Linked DNA regions of Hordeum vulgare: region 1 is linked to region 2. The links are chromatin contacts, called in public Hi-C maps. All regions are on one chromosome and are shown on one strand. Each heading gives the region's core, a stretch centred on a gene start, on an enhancer-like site or on the middle of the called end of the contact. The rest is flanking DNA. Distances are from core to core; before and after follow the strand shown.

The links. Hi-C and Micro-C count contacts between places; a contact is called where the count stands out from the background.
Region 1: a contact with region 2 is called in a Hi-C map of leaf, with 5 times the contacts expected there. The contact joins the promoter of LOC123426757 here to the promoter of LOC123430293 in region 2. A contact is called at or near these places in 1 of 6 Hi-C or Micro-C datasets (leaf) and 1 of 1 datasets of contacts at active chromatin or transcription factors (embryo).

What each region holds. Positions count from the first base shown.
Region 1 is chr2H:480,576,289-480,580,848 of MorexV3_pseudomolecules_assembly, reverse strand. LOC123426757 (protein PSK SIMULATOR 1-like) reads left to right here and starts at 3,110. Exons shown (of 13, transcript XM_045110638.1): 1 at 3,110-3,749; 2 at 3,840-4,150; 3 at 4,447-4,560. The coding sequence starts at 3,728.
Region 2 is chr2H:480,304,219-480,308,756 of MorexV3_pseudomolecules_assembly, reverse strand. It overlaps LOC123430293 (vegetative cell wall protein gp1-like), which reads left to right and starts at 1,334. Exons shown (of 1, transcript XM_045114165.1): 1 at 1,334-2,382. The coding sequence starts at 1,508. The coding sequence ends at 2,095.

The DNA of each region.
Region 1 (4,560 bases), core at 1,861-4,360, 270 kb before region 2:
CCTTTACTTTTACCGCTTGGGAACCTTCACTACTTTGTTTGGCATGGAAGATATCGATAACTCTTGGTCGTAACATTGACAAGAAGGGTGCACCTCCCAAAAATAATTTATCTCTTACTTTCACTCTGAGCTCTGACACCACTTCAAATCCATGCTTCCCTGTGCGAAGGGGCTTTCTATTTACTTTCATGTCATTTTTATTTTTATTTTGAGTCATCACCTTCTCAAATAAGCACCAGACCTGAGAGCACTCCTGACATCCTTATGCTTTATGTCTAGTTAATCGTTGTTTGCAGCATGAATGGATCTCTTTTACCATGAATTACAATGTCTAGTCGCTGCTTGAACTTTGGAGGTGATCTGCATTTATGTTTTGCGGTCTCAGAAAGGGCTAGCGAGATACCACTATTGTCATATTATATCATGATCGTTTTGACAAAGTGTTCATGTTTGAGATATCTTCTTATTGCTCGCATCAACATCTATCTCTGAACATAGTGGATACTAGGGATCAAGCCCTAACAAAACTTACATGATGAATCTCATCCAGCTCTTCACCGGCCAGCAAGCCTAAAAAGAGATTACTCACTCCCGATGGAGAGCATCATGGAATTGGCGATGGAGGAGGGTTGGTGATGACGAAGACCGAAGATTCCCTTCTCGGGAGCCCCAAACGGACTCCGGTTTAGGCCTCCCAATGAAGAACAGGAGGTGGCGGCGATTCCGTGTCGTGAAACGGCAATGAAACTTCCTCTCTGATTTTTTGCTCCGAAAATAGGAATTCATAGCGTTGGAATTAGGGTGAGTGGAGAAACGTGGGCCCCACTAGATACCAGGCCGCGCCAGGGGGCTGGCGCACCCTGATGTCTAGTGGGTTGCTGTAGCACCCCCTTCGGTGGATCTTGGTTCCAATATCTTTTATATATTTCAGAAGAAATCTCCAAAAAGTTCCGTTCCATTCTGGAAACTTTTATTTCTGCACAAAAACAACACCATGGTAGTTCTGCTGAAAACAACGTCAGTCCGGATTAGTTTCATTCAAATCATGCAAATTAGACTCCAAAACAAGAGCAAAAGCGTTAGGAAAAGTAGACACGATGGATACATATCAATGACGCCATGAGTATGATGCTTCAGAAAAGGTTGCCAGTACTTAACTGTCGGACATGCCTATACTCCTAATCCTCGGGACTTAAGTACATGCTTCGAACAAAGATCTTGTACAGCTGCTTGGGGCTAGACTGCTGAACTTGCCTGTCAAGCCAAAGACTATCAAGTCGAATACATTATCTGAAGTGAGTTATCATCTTCGGTTTCGAAGACAAGTTCAGGGGCTACTCATGGTGTCCTGGACTAGGGGGTCCCAACCGAGGTGATCTAGTCCATGGGCCGAACTAGAGGCCCGTCAAGGAGGAAGGACTTCCGAGGCCCTCAGGCCGTGGCGTGACCACATTAGACTCTATCAAAGACCCGGCGTCCGCTCCATGGTGGGATGATTCGTTCGGTATGTAATCTCTAGATGGTAATCGACATTCATGTAACCCTAAATATCCCCGGTGCCTATATAAGTTGAATGGTTTAGCCCGTAGAGGATGCCCATACACATTCATCATCACCCTTAGGGTTTAGACCACAACGTACGATCTCGAGGTAGATCAACTCTATACTTCGCTACACCAATAATATAACAAGAGCAGGACGTAGGGTTTTACCTCCATCGAGAGGGCCTGAACCTGGATAAACACCATGTGTTCCTTGTCTCCTGTTACCCATCGTACGATCTCACAACTCGGCCCCCTACCCGAGGTCTGTCGGTTTTGACAGTGATAGCCATCACTAGCGTCCATGCTCGAAGAAGGCCCTCCTGTCCGAGCCTCGTAGTAGCCATTGTCTCCTCGTTCCAGATTGTAGCAGATCTGGTCAATGTCAGGGTGGATCTCAGAGCAGACGCCGTCGATGCGAGCGGAGATGAGGCCATCCAAAGTTTTGGTCGACTCCTGGAGCAGCTTGGTCACAGACTTGAGGAGATTGTCGTTGTGTACCTTGAGGCGTTGCTCGAATTCATCGATGATGCAAGACTTGACGATCTCGTGGTTGTTGTGGCCTTCCGCCGACAAGCTCCCCATAGCTTCCCGCTGGCGTTGATTACCGAGCCTAGTGCAATGCGGATGGCGGGAAATCTCTAGGATAGAACGACTTTGATGCCAGATGTAACTACTAACTTGTATTGGTCTCAAATTTGGTGGTAAATTCGTCATGAATGGGTAGCTCTAGCTCACACGTGACACATACACACATACGCCATGGCCGAAGTCACCAACTCCTTTCACAAGTCACACGCTTACACACACAACGACTATAAGGCTCAACGTACACCCTTAACAGGTCTAGTTCGAGCTTTGAAGCCATTGTCCACTGCCCAAGATGCCGGGAACGAGTGGGCCATGCGGCCAGCCCATGGCCCACGTGTTGAATCATCGTCTTCGCGCGTCTTTGTTTGGCTCGATCTCTTGTTACAGTTGGTGACACTCATTGCGGACCTAGCCAACAGAGTGACACCCTGTTCTCAACAACTTCGATTTCTTGTTCGACGTGAAACTTCAGCGACGACATCTGTTCGTCATAGGCATGTATGGGATGAAGTGCATGCCATTCCATTATGATCGGATTGTAATTTTCTTACTTTTAAATGTTTTCGTGTAATGCTAATGGTTGATTCATACGTAGCGTCGGGTTCCCCGGGTAAATACTACTCCCTCCGTTTCTAAATATAAGTCTTTAAAGAGGTTTCACTAGTGTACTACATACGGATGTATATAGACATATTTTAGAGTGTAGATTCATTCATTTTGCTCCGTATGTAGACTCTTAGTGAAATATCTTAAAAGATTTATATTTAGGAACGGAGGGAGTATAAAACTGGAATAAATTGTGAGAAAAGACCGGAATAAACATCACGCACATGCTCATTTTCTCAACGTGAAGGAATAGTCTGCCAGAAGAAAACAATATTGTGCACGAACGTGCCCGGCACTTGGAACCATGAGCTGACAGACAGCCGGTGAGGTGTGGAGCGATCCACATTCGGACGCTATCCGGGGCCGGCCGGCAGGACTAAAGGCCAAACACCGCACCGCAGGATCGCATCCTCGTGCCGGCCGTGTCCGGCGGTCGATCGATCCGACGATACGGAGATCCCGAGGCGCGCACGGGCGCCCGCTCTCGAGAGAGCGCGACGGGGTCAGACCGCTGACTCTCGCCTTCGTCTCGCCCAATTCTTTTCTGCCGGAAACGGTGGCCTGTCTGCGTCTCCCCATGTCTCGTTTGCCGCGGTGGAGCAAAAACAAATCCGGCCTGAAAAAGCCGCGCCTCCCGTCCCCCATGCTCCCCTGATCGAGTCGCCTCCCCTCCCGGCTACATCCCCGAGCTTCCACCGAGCTCGCCGTCCCCTCTCGACCTCTCACTCCAAGCCAAGCCCCCCATCCTTCCATTTCCCTGGTCGTCCTCGCGAGCGAGCTCTCTTTGGTTTCTTGCCGAGGAGAGGCTCTTCTTTCCCCGCTCCCGTTGACTCGCGCATTGCGTCGAGCACCTTCCGCGCGCCGCCGGGGCTGGAGCGGAAATCCGGAGTTTTCACGCTTTCTTCAGCGAGCGGGCGGCGTCTGCCGGTCTCGTCGGAGCAGCGTGCCTCCATGCCGTGCTTGCGGTCGTGGGCACGGGCTTCTCGTGGATGGACTGCAACGGCTGCTACAGTATGTCTGCCCCGCCCCTTCGTTGCTGGTGCTTTGCAGTGTCTTACCAGGTAGGAGTAGACTGCTTACTGAAAACAGCTTCTTTTGCAGTGTTGAAATCAAGAAGGAGTATTGGCGTCGCGGATGTTGAGTTCGATGATCCAGCGGGCGGCATCACCGGGTTACCTGACTCAGTAGACCTTGCACACAGACAGAAGGTCAGCGGTGTTTGGGAAGCTAAAGTCAGAGATAATATGGAGTCGACGAGCCGGTCCTTCATCTTGTCCCCCAAGGATGATGGTTTCTTTATTTCCGGGAGTAGTAAGCTGCACGAATCGACATCAGAAGAGACATTTGTGTCTGGGAAAATGGCGACATCTCAGTCGACGAAAGACGCATCTGGAAACAATGGAACAAGCAAGGCAAGTGGTACATAAGCAGGGGATGCTATTTTTTTTTCTTTCGCCGAGCCATTTTTAGCTGAATTAATAAATGTTACCACACAGTATTATTTTCTCTGTTTATTTAGCCATGTTCATAATTGGAATGACTTCAGGATTCACTCAGATGATTAGTGATAAATCTTAGAAAAAGATTGAATTGTGCAGATTTTTGTCCTAATGCAGGAGAACGACTTGGGCCTACCTTGTATAGCGTTTTAGTTTAATCACATTATTCAAATGTAGTATGCCCTGAAATGCTTCGCCTTTGTTCTCAGGTTTCTAGAACAGGTTCAGGGCTTGGCGCGGCCGGCATGGCTGGGTATGGGAGAGCAGTGGAAATTCTAGACACACTAGGCTGCCTGATGACAACCTTGAGCCCGGATGGTGGT
Region 2 (4,538 bases), core at 85-2,584:
ACATGCTCTACTATTTCTCGTGAACGTGAGATCAACGATCGACCGCCATGGGATGAGCCAGAGAGGTCCACCACAACGCGGTTGCGGGCCCGGACTGTGCACACCAAATGGGCACCATAGAATCCGACTCCGCCTCGCCAACGTCCTCCGCCGTGAGGGGTGCAACCGCCTCCCGCGCCCGCTGCCTCACACGGCGGGCACGCCTCGCCATGTTTGCGTCGGACGACACCCACGGTGTGTCCTCCAGCTCAACAAGCCAAAGGAGGGGTTGCACGTCCGCCACCGCGTTCAGACGCTAGACGAGCCACATCGTCTCCGGTGAGGCAGCGATGGCATCCCAAGTGGCGGATCCATGTGCCATTTGGGCAGGTGAATGGATTCCCGACGGAAGAAGTCGAAGCGCTGTCGTCAGGTGTCCTCCTCCTGGGAGCGGCACAAGGCAAGCCAGACGGTCATCTCTTCCTCGGGGCCTCGTGGGGTGAGCTCATGGTCGGGGATCTGACGGTGTATGACTCGGATCCGCTGCCCGACATGGTGAAGAAGACCTGAGAACGCGGGACTAAAGCTTGGGGCGGAGTGGGGTGAAGGGGGTGGAGTGGTTAGTGTTTGGGCTGATGAGGGGATGTGGACCAATATATGTGAGATGAGGTGAGCCAACATGAGTGGGTTTCGACGTGGAGGACGTATCTGAGCGCGTCCGGGTGTCTTCATACCCGCTTCATATTTGAATTGGATATGAGATGTGTCGGTCGGTCCGGGCATTTGAGGCGTCCATGTATCGTATTTTTCTGACCAGACCGTTCGCCGAGACGTATGAGGTAAATCGTCTAAGATAGCACGATTGTAGGTGTCTTCTATGGGGTGTTTGTTTTCAGGGACTTTTTGGTGTAGGGACTAAAAAAAGTCTCAAAAAGTCCCATGCGAAACAAACAGGAGGGACTTTTAGGGACTAAAAGGGGGTATTTGGGACTATTTGAAGAAGTCCTTGTGGGAAGGTATTTTTGGGACTTTTTGACACTTTTTCCAACAATACGCCTACTTTTAGCATGTCATTTAATAACTGCTAGTACATTACTAAGGGTACATGATCTTTTTGCATGTTATTTAATGACCTTTAGTCCTTGTTTAGTCCCTGGAAACAAACAGGTAGAGACTAAGGACTTTTAAGTTGGCACTAAAAAAAAGTCCCGGGACTTCTGAAACAAACAGGGCCTATATTTTCTTCAAAAATGGATGTTTATGAACCGTGAATTTGGCATGTCTTGTGTAAACTGTTTTCTAGCTAATCCTGCCAATTCAGCACAACACCAGGAAAATGCCATACGCCCCGGCTCCTCCGCCAACGTGTAGAGGGGAAGCAAGGCAGGCATCCACGTCAAGCCATTCCACGCGCCTCCATTTGCGCGCGCGCCGACGCCATGACCCAACCATAAAAGACCACAAGCCCCACACTTGAGCTCCCAAACTCCACACCACCGGCAGCCCAAGCACAGGCCACAGCTTTGCGATGCCCAAGCCCAACCCGCCCACCCCCTCCTCGCCGTCACCGCACCCGGCCCCGGCGCGCAAATCTGCGTCCAGCCGCCGGCGGCAGCGCCTCCTCGCGTCCCCGAAGCCCTCGTCCGCTCCCACCTCCTCGTCGGCGTCGTCGGCGTCGTCGGCGTCGTCTTCCTCCGCCTCCTTCTCCTTCGCCCCCTTCTCCCCGGCGCCCTCCCCGTTCCACCACCGCTTCCTCTCCCCGCTCCGGGCATCCGCGGTGCCCTTCTCCTGGGAGCACCGGCCCGGCATCCCCAAGACCCCCGCGCGCGGCGCCGGCACCCGCAGCAAGTCCGGTGCCCCGCCGCTGCCCCTCCCGCCATCGCTCTTCTCCAACAACAAGGTGGTCGCCGAGTACTCCTTCGGCCCCGACGGCGCTTACTCCGTCGTGCCCGGGAAGGCGAGGAAGCGCAAGCAGCAGCGGCGGTGGCCGGCGGTGACCGACGCCCTGACCGAGTGGCTGGCCGTGCTGAGCCTGTACCGGTCGTGCACGAGGTCCCGCGACTCCCTCGCCGCCTCAGGCCCGCCGCCGCAGCCGCGCCGGTGCTCTCCCGCCTAAGCCCGGCGTCGATGAGTACGTAGAGAGTTGGTGTGCGTGTGCACGTATCGTCCTTCCTTCTTTTTTCTTCTTCTTGTTGGGTGTGTGTGTGGCTTGTGTTGAGTTCGTATCGTACGTACGTATACGTTCGTTGGCGCCCGATCGTAGTTAGCGCCGATGAATTAGGAATGTTGCTTGCGAATTTGGTGACAAGACGCTGTAACTAAGGGTGTCTTTTCGTGTGTCGGTATATGCATGTGCTTGCCTCAACAATAATTAATGGATAATTCGGCACCATTGATTGATTAGGCTGCTTTAGGCCAGTTGCCGATTAAAGGATTCTTCTATATTGTTGATTAGAAGATTCTTCTACTACTATAAGTATTGTTGATTAAAGGATTCAATCATGTTAGTTTTACACTTGGCATTATTACTTGCATGTGGGTGGTGCAGTGCTGATGCGTGTCTTCTACAGTTTCTCTTTTCCAGAAAATGTGCTACGAGTACGCTATTTGTGATTTAGAGTGCATGCACTATCACGGTCAAGCGGGCCACGACTGTTGCAAGCAGGATATGATTATGGAGCACATGTTACTATATTATTGTCTTCTCTTTTTTATACTTCCTCCGTTTCTAAATATAAGTCTTTTAAAGGTTTCACTAATTGACTATATACGGATGCATATAGACATACTATTATAAAGTGTAGATTCATTCATTTTACTCCGTATATAGACCCTTAGTGAAATCTTTTAAAAGACTTATCTTTAGAAATGGAGAGAGTATGCTTCATGGTTTTGTAGGGAAGAAACAGTAAACAAATGTCCTACTGTATTAGTATTATTTTTTTGGGATGCCCCACCGTATAAGTCTACTCAATATAGTATTATATAAAATCAAAGTAAATATTTTTCATGTGTTCAACGAAAAAATAAATACTACCACATAGACATGCGGTTAGCTAACTCAAAATTCACATAGAAAAAAGTAAGTACTTACATACTGACATAAAGAAAGAAGAGGAGTTAAATAAAATGATATTCAGAGGTGGGTAGGTTTTTTGCACAAAGGCTAATATATTAATATCAAGACTATACCAAATTCACTCCGTCTTCACAACGACACAATATCAAGAGCTAGTCAAAACATTAAGGTGTGTAGGTTTATTAATTAAATAACAATTACATTGTCCATATTATGCTAGTAGTATTATCATCTCGTATCTTACAGATTTGGCAGTGGCCACTTGCGTAGGAGATGATTAATCATTGCTTTATTCTTTGAAGTATCTTGTTGTGGCAAGTATGAACAATGAGTTATTGGATCATGCATAGGGTGATTTGGGTTTTGTCCCGTCAGTTCACCCTGTCTGACACATATTTGTCTGCCTGGACCAATGGCTACAAGAATATAGGTGAACATGTTCGCAAACATCCGCAAAAGCAAAAGTAACCGATTCAATTTTGCTTTACAAAAACACACAGACACAGAGTTCGCATACAACAATTGAATGGCTTGGCGTAGAAAACAGAGTACTGAGTAAGCTGCGGTAACAGAAGCTCCAAGGCCCACATGTCTGTGAAATAAAATGACATTTTTTGAAGTCGTGAGTTTCGACTTTACTACTCGCTCCGTTCCATAATATAAAAACATTTTTCATATTAATATAATGTTAAAATATTTTTATGATATGAGTGAGAGAGTATATAGTAACAAAATAACTAAGCGAGACATCAGCCGTCACATGTACTCCCTCCGTAAACTAATATAAAAGCATTTAGAATACTACTCCGTATTTTAGTAATCTAAACGCTTTTATATTAGTTTAGAGATGGAGTAGATGGTAAGGGCGCGCTGGGCGAGTCACGGCGATGGTGGCCACGCCCCACGAGAGGTGAGAGGTGTTTCCAAATCTGCTGCGGGTACGTACAGCAGGTGAACTTTTTGCGCGGCCGGTTGCCCGGGCGAAAAGCATGATGAGAAGCTTGACCTTTCCCTTTTGCCACGCACGGCCGGGAGCCTTTTCGTCGGTTGATGTATGCATGCGTAAATTAAATATGTAATGGAGTAATATGCACAAGACTAGCAAGCGAAGAGGAATATGATATGTTTGTTTTTTTTCTGCCAGGGAAGAAGAATATGATTGCAGGCGCTACAGGTCAATACCGCGACCAGAAAAAAAAATGCGCTAACGACATCAGTGCTGGTGTCAGTCGAATCAAAGTGATATCTGGGTGGATCGGGGGTGGGGACGCCACCTTAAACCAGCTGCGACATTTTTATTATGGCTGACAGTGGTTCAGGTGATGGCGTAACGACGGCCCCGTGCGTAACCGTAAACGATACTCTCTCCGTTTCATACTACCACAAGTATTTGTCGTGGTTTTAGTTCAAAGAATTATCAAGCAGAGTGAGTACGATACTACTACTCACCATGAGAAGAATACTATGACGGGCGGGCACC